2 separate regions of the Mus musculus genome follow, and region 2 is linked to region 1. The links are chromatin contacts, called in public HiChIP or PLAC-seq maps. All regions are on one chromosome and are shown on one strand. The core of a region is the stretch at or near the end of the contact, and the rest is flanking DNA. Distances in the headings are between cores, read along the strand shown.

Region 1 (2,775 bases), core at 64-2,563:
TAGTGAATGCACTAATAAATACATTTAAAAATTTATTTGTTTTCATCTTATATATTTGCCTGCATGAATATATGTGCACTATGTGTGAATTTTGTGTTTTGTAGAGGCCAGAAGTAGGTGTTGGACTCCCTGGATCCCCATAACTAGAACAGTTATGAGTGACCATGTAGATGCTAAGAGTTAAAACCAAGTCCACTGTGATAGCAGCCAGTTCTCTTAGGTGCTGAGACATCTCTTCAGCCTATACAATATATTTAATGTGTTCTGTTTGTGTACATATATGGGGGATACAGCATACCTATAATTGCATCAGTACGTTAGTGGGAAAACTGTTAAAATGTATCTATTCTGAGTACTTAGCAATTGGAGGAGAAATAATATTTAGGGAGTTGATTAAGCCGTTCATGAGATATTATACCCCAAGTCAGAGTGTAGAGAAGATGAGTGTTGGAATTCTAAGAGTTGACAATCAAGTGAAGAAAGAGAAGCCTGTTTCAGACACTGGAGATGTATAGCTAGACAATTTACTCCAGGAACTAACTCTGATAAAGATCTAAAGGTGATTGTAAGTCAAGGTCAGATTCAGATGCTAAGTGAATTTGGGAAGCAAGATATTAAGTAAGGCAAAGTCAGAAGTGCTGGGTAACAGCTTCGGTAGGATACCCGTGTGGATGTGGCTCAGACTGGAATCCTATGCAAAACACAGATCACTGTAAGGTAGCATGACTCCCGGGATTTTCTCACAGCATTGTTAGGCAGCAGGAGCACACAGATGGTTCAGGGCTCAGGTTTGTAAATGTAGTATGGGAAACAAAGTCAGCAGCACATGCAATTTTACAGAGGCCCTGCAGTGACTGGTGAGTGGAAGGTCTAGGTTATGCATCAAATCTCTAGGCAATCCTGAAAGTCTATGCTTCTGCCTGTATAGAAAGTATTATTCAATAAATATTTAATATTCCATCACAGTTACAGGTAAGATTGTCATTTAAAGGCAAAACCAGATTTTGAGGTAAAGTGGAATGTTGAGGCAGTAAATGTTTAATGTGCTGTATGACTGCTCCCAGACAAAAGGGAGTGCCTTTCGTGATGGTGTCTTTTGTCCCTTTGACAGCATAAAGGCTCCCTTTGCTTGTCCTGCAAGCTTCTGAGACTGTCAACAGCGAGCTTCACACTGCACTTGCGCAGAGAGCAGAAAGACTAGTAAGTCCCAGTTCTCAAAATCAAGGAAGCGAAAATGGAGCAAAGGAAGCCTAGAATATAGTGGGACTATTTTTAGGCACCACAAAGTGTTTGCAGTGGCATGACGGATGTCTGTGTGTGATGTAGGGAGAGAAGAGGGATGACACATCCATTTCATGGGGGCTGGGAGGTTTACTAAGTCTCCACAGAGTTTAACCTTGAAAAGTGACTGGAAATCCAGCCAACACTCTGAGAGTAAAAGAAGACTTAAAACTCCAGGCCGAGGATGCGGGTGAGTACACAAAGGAGCGTGAGAAAGGGCATGGAGAAAGAACTGCAATGTAAGGAGGAGCGCCTGGCCACTACGGGGTAGGAGGATGTTAAATTAGGAGGCAGGGGAAGTTTTGGAAGGTGGTCATCACAAGACTGACAAGAAAGAGACAGGTTGGAAAAATGATTTGAAAACAGGACTTGGTTGTGCATTGGAATTAAGAGGGTGAGTCTGGTGGATCCGAAAAATCTTGTCTCAGATGATGGGCAAAGTGCTAGCCCATCAGTGAAGATATGGGATGTTTAGGAGAAGCTCGATACAGAGATCAGATATGGCTTTAGATCCCTGCAAATGATGCAGGTTGTAGAACTGATACTTGCAGAAGAGTTGTTTGACCTAGTGACATAGTTCTGGGTGCTAATGGCTGTCAACTGAAGCTGCAGGAATGGGTAAGATCAGTTAGGAAGACATTACAAATTGAAAGAAATACAGACATGATTCCTGTCTGTCCCTAACAAATAACCAGAGAGAGGAAAAGGATCTAGCCAAAAGGTCTAGAAGAACTGGCAATATCAGCATGAGACTCAGAGAATTGTTCCAAGATGAGAGGTGACAGGATGGTCAGATGATGCAAAGGGGTCAAGATGTCCACTGAAGAAGGACCAGAGAGTTAGGTTGTAAAACCTGACATTTGGCTGTAGTGTCAAGGAAATAGAAAGAGTGGAACCCTCATGGCAATTCACTGAGGAAGTAAAGACTGTTCTGCAGAAGAACATGCTAGAAAGGAACAGAGACTGCTCGCGGAGAATTTAAAACTGTATATTATTATATTATATATTGCACATTATATATTATATTATATGTTATATTACATTATATTATATATTATACATCATGCATCATACACATATATTATATATTACATGTTACATATTACATATTGCACATTGCATATTATATATGATATATTACATATTGCACATTACATATTATATGTTGTATATTATATATATTATTATAGTGTACAGTTGTCCCTTAGTATCCACAGCAAGATTGGCTCCAGGAACACTTATTAACCTTTGCAGGCTCCAGACAGAGTGTGCATATGTGACCTGCACACCTCCTCCTATGGACTCACTCTGCCATAGGTCACTAATAACAGCCAACACAGAGCACATAATGGAGAGGAAGGAAGTATGTGTCCCCATGTATTATCTTTCTGACACTGTTGAATTGAGGATATTGAAACCACTGGAATGGAGGACCAATTGAGTTCTATTCGGAAATAGGAAGCTGAAATTGTTCAGGCGACAGAGAAGGAACCG
Region 2 (2,700 bases), core at 154-2,653, 58 kb after region 1:
TTGATTATAGCTCAGAATGTCTCTCATTCGAATGCAGCCAGCTGGCCACGCACAAGTGACGGAAGCTGGACTGCTACCATTAGCTGAGACAGCTGCTTGTTAAGGAGACTAACAAAGGGAAAGGAGAGAGCCGAGGGCAGGGGCTGTGAGGTGCAGCGACAGGGACAAGGACAGAGGTGTGGGGTGGGGGTGGTGAGAACAGTGGAGAAGAAGAAGAAATAAGAGCCGTCTAATGATAGTCATAAGATGCTACAATGAAATCTATTTCTGCGCATGCTAATGCAGCAACTTAATAAAATATAAACTTAAAATGATACATAGTATCTGTTAACTTTTCAGTGTATGTTGAGGTCTCCTCAGGGCAGTTTGCGGGTTAGTTTATCAGTGCACACCGAGGCATCTTTCTCTTCCTTTCCCATGTCATCACCTGGCATGTCTTCGATTATTAATTGTGTGAAGAGGTCAGCTCAGGAACTTTAGAAAATTCCACAGGACCTCTCCCCTCCTAGAAGAGAAAGGTCATAGGCACCCTTCCCCTCCGGAAGGGTGGGGCTAATTACATTCCTCAGAGCACCTGAAGGAGAGACAAACCATCTGCGGGTAGGGGAGGCCCAGAGCTTGTAGCCACCTACCTCATTCCCTAAAGACCAATCAGTTTAAAAGTCACACTGTTCTGCCAATCACATTGTGCCTAATGGCTGCTGCCTGGAGAACTGTATAAAGGCTCACCGAATGGGCTGCGCGTGGTTGTTCTCTCTCCGTACGCAGGGTGACCCCAACATGTTGGAACAATAAATTCCTCTTGCTTTTTGCATCGATTCCTGGCTCTGAGTCCTTCATTAGGGAGTCCCCAGTAAACTAAGGCTTGCCAGAGTCTTACACTACCTCCTAACTGAACCGCTCTCAACATTAGAGCCAAAAGTCACCTTTGTGGTTGATTCTCTCTCTCTCTCTCTCTCTCTCTCTCTCTCTCTCTTGCTCTCTCTCTCTCTCACCCTTACTATCTCTTATTTCATTGGAAATTAAGTATCTTTTCTCTCTGATATGCATGTCATAGACACACAGACATACAAGTAATCAATGAAAAAACAAAGTCAAAAATCAACATTTAATTCTCTCTATCTCTGTCTTTCTCTGTCTCTGTCTCTATCAGTGTGTCTCTCCATCTCTCTCTCATTGTGTGTGTGTGTGCATATGTGTATGTGTGTGTGTACATGCTCTTGTGAAAGAGAGATGGTTCTCAGAAATTCTTGGCATTTTTCCAGTATATTTTTTACATATAACAGCAATATTTCCATATCAGCTGACTTACTGACAAAATAAGAAATTAGTGAGTCAACATGTGCTCAGGCCAATGGGACCCTTTCACCAAAATCTGACTAAAGGCATCATTACAGTTGGAGAAAAACAAGAATTGAGAAGCAGTATCCTGATACATTGGTTTCATAAGGGAATTTCTTAACCTATTTCTAGACCATGGTTAAAACCACATGTGCTGCTGATAGATGAAATAGATAGTATCCTGTTGGCTCCAGAATGAATTAATATGTGAAATTCCTGCCAAATCATTGCATGCCAAGTCCTCAGATGATCTGGGTGAGATGGAAATGCCTAGCAGAGCAGATATGTACTGTTTTTAATCCATCAATTTAAGTTGTCACAACTGTCACAATGTATAGAGTGGTAAGATTTTAAGCCTGAAATGTCTTGTTTCTATTGACTCTTCAAGGGCGTATCCTGGGGTGGACATACCATGCTGTGGACCTTAAGAAAAGGGGAAGGAAGGGTACATTTTGCTCAGAAGAGGTCAAATTCCATTACTGTGCTAAAGTTCTTGAGGAAATCAATTTATACAGAGTAAAGGTTTATTTTGGCTCTCAGACATGGGGGTTTTAGCTTGTGGTCAGCTGGCCTGTTGCTCTTGGGACCAGAGTAAAGCAGAATTCTAGAGATGAACTCATGGAGGGGGGAGTCAGTTTACCACATGGTGACCAGGAAACAGAAAGATACAGGAAGGAGGTGACTATAAAGATTTGGTTTCCTCTAACTAGACCACACCTGCTAAAGGCTGATGACTTTCTAACTGAACATTATGCTCTAATAGGCCGAGGATCAAACTTTTAACATGTGAATCTACGGAGTTCTCTTACCCAAACCATAGCAAGCGTCCTTTATGAAAACTGTCCTTTTGAGTGGAATTGTTTTATAGAACTCTTATTTCATTTCTTAAAGTGCGAGCAAAACAATGTGTTTTGATGGATGTTTAGTACTTTAACTTTTGTTATATAACTTACTAAACTCTTGTGTGGAACTGAATAAAAATAAAGACATTTATCAAAATGTAGTTATTCTTCTCCCTTCAAAACCTGCATTGCCCAAGGCAAAACTCATCACCTTCAGCCAAACCCAGTTGTTCTCTCCTCATTTCTTGTTGCTATGCCTATCGTAGTGATTTTCCAGATGTTGCTTGTCTGTCTCGGCATCATGGTATAGTATTGATCATGCTTTTGTTTATCAATGTATGATGTAAGAATTAATCATGTTTTTCTTAAAATGGAAAAATATTTTTTCTTAATGTTTGGCTTCTTCTACTTATAATTTTCCCATTTAGGAAAATCTTGTTGCTTTTAAGAAGTATGGCAATGTTGGAGACACCCTTTGGCATTCTAATGCTGGTGTGGGACAAACCATGAGGCAGAT

What was found. HiChIP or PLAC-seq counts read pairs in DNA pulled down with a chosen protein or histone mark.
Region 2: an H3K27ac HiChIP or PLAC-seq map of bone marrow-derived dendritic cells shows a contact between it and region 1, with 2.7 times the contacts expected there. The contact joins the enhancer-like site here to the promoter of AU022793 in region 1. A contact is called at or near these places in 18 of 484 Hi-C or Micro-C datasets (ECoMG-derived neutrophils, the G1E-ER4 cell line, the P5424 cell line and 12 more) and 3 of 115 datasets of contacts at active chromatin or transcription factors (bone marrow-derived dendritic cells, bone marrow-derived macrophages and embryonic stem cells).

What each region holds. Positions count from the first base shown.
Region 1 is chr15:39,961,336-39,964,110 of GRCm38.p6, forward strand. It overlaps AU022793 (expressed sequence AU022793), which reads left to right and starts at 1,314. Exons shown (of 3, transcript NR_045719.1): 1 at 1,314-1,471; 2 at 2,740-2,775.
Region 2 is chr15:40,018,873-40,021,572 of GRCm38.p6, forward strand. No RefSeq gene overlaps it. Among named protein-coding and RNA genes, the nearest start is that of Gm33251, 25 kb to the right of the region's middle. Within about 2 kb of position 1,404, at least 20 of the 459 cell types and tissues checked have an H3K27ac peak or open chromatin away from gene starts, as enhancers often do. A contact at or near this core is called in ECoMG-derived neutrophils, bone marrow-derived dendritic cells, bone marrow-derived macrophages and 1 more, where this site is marked.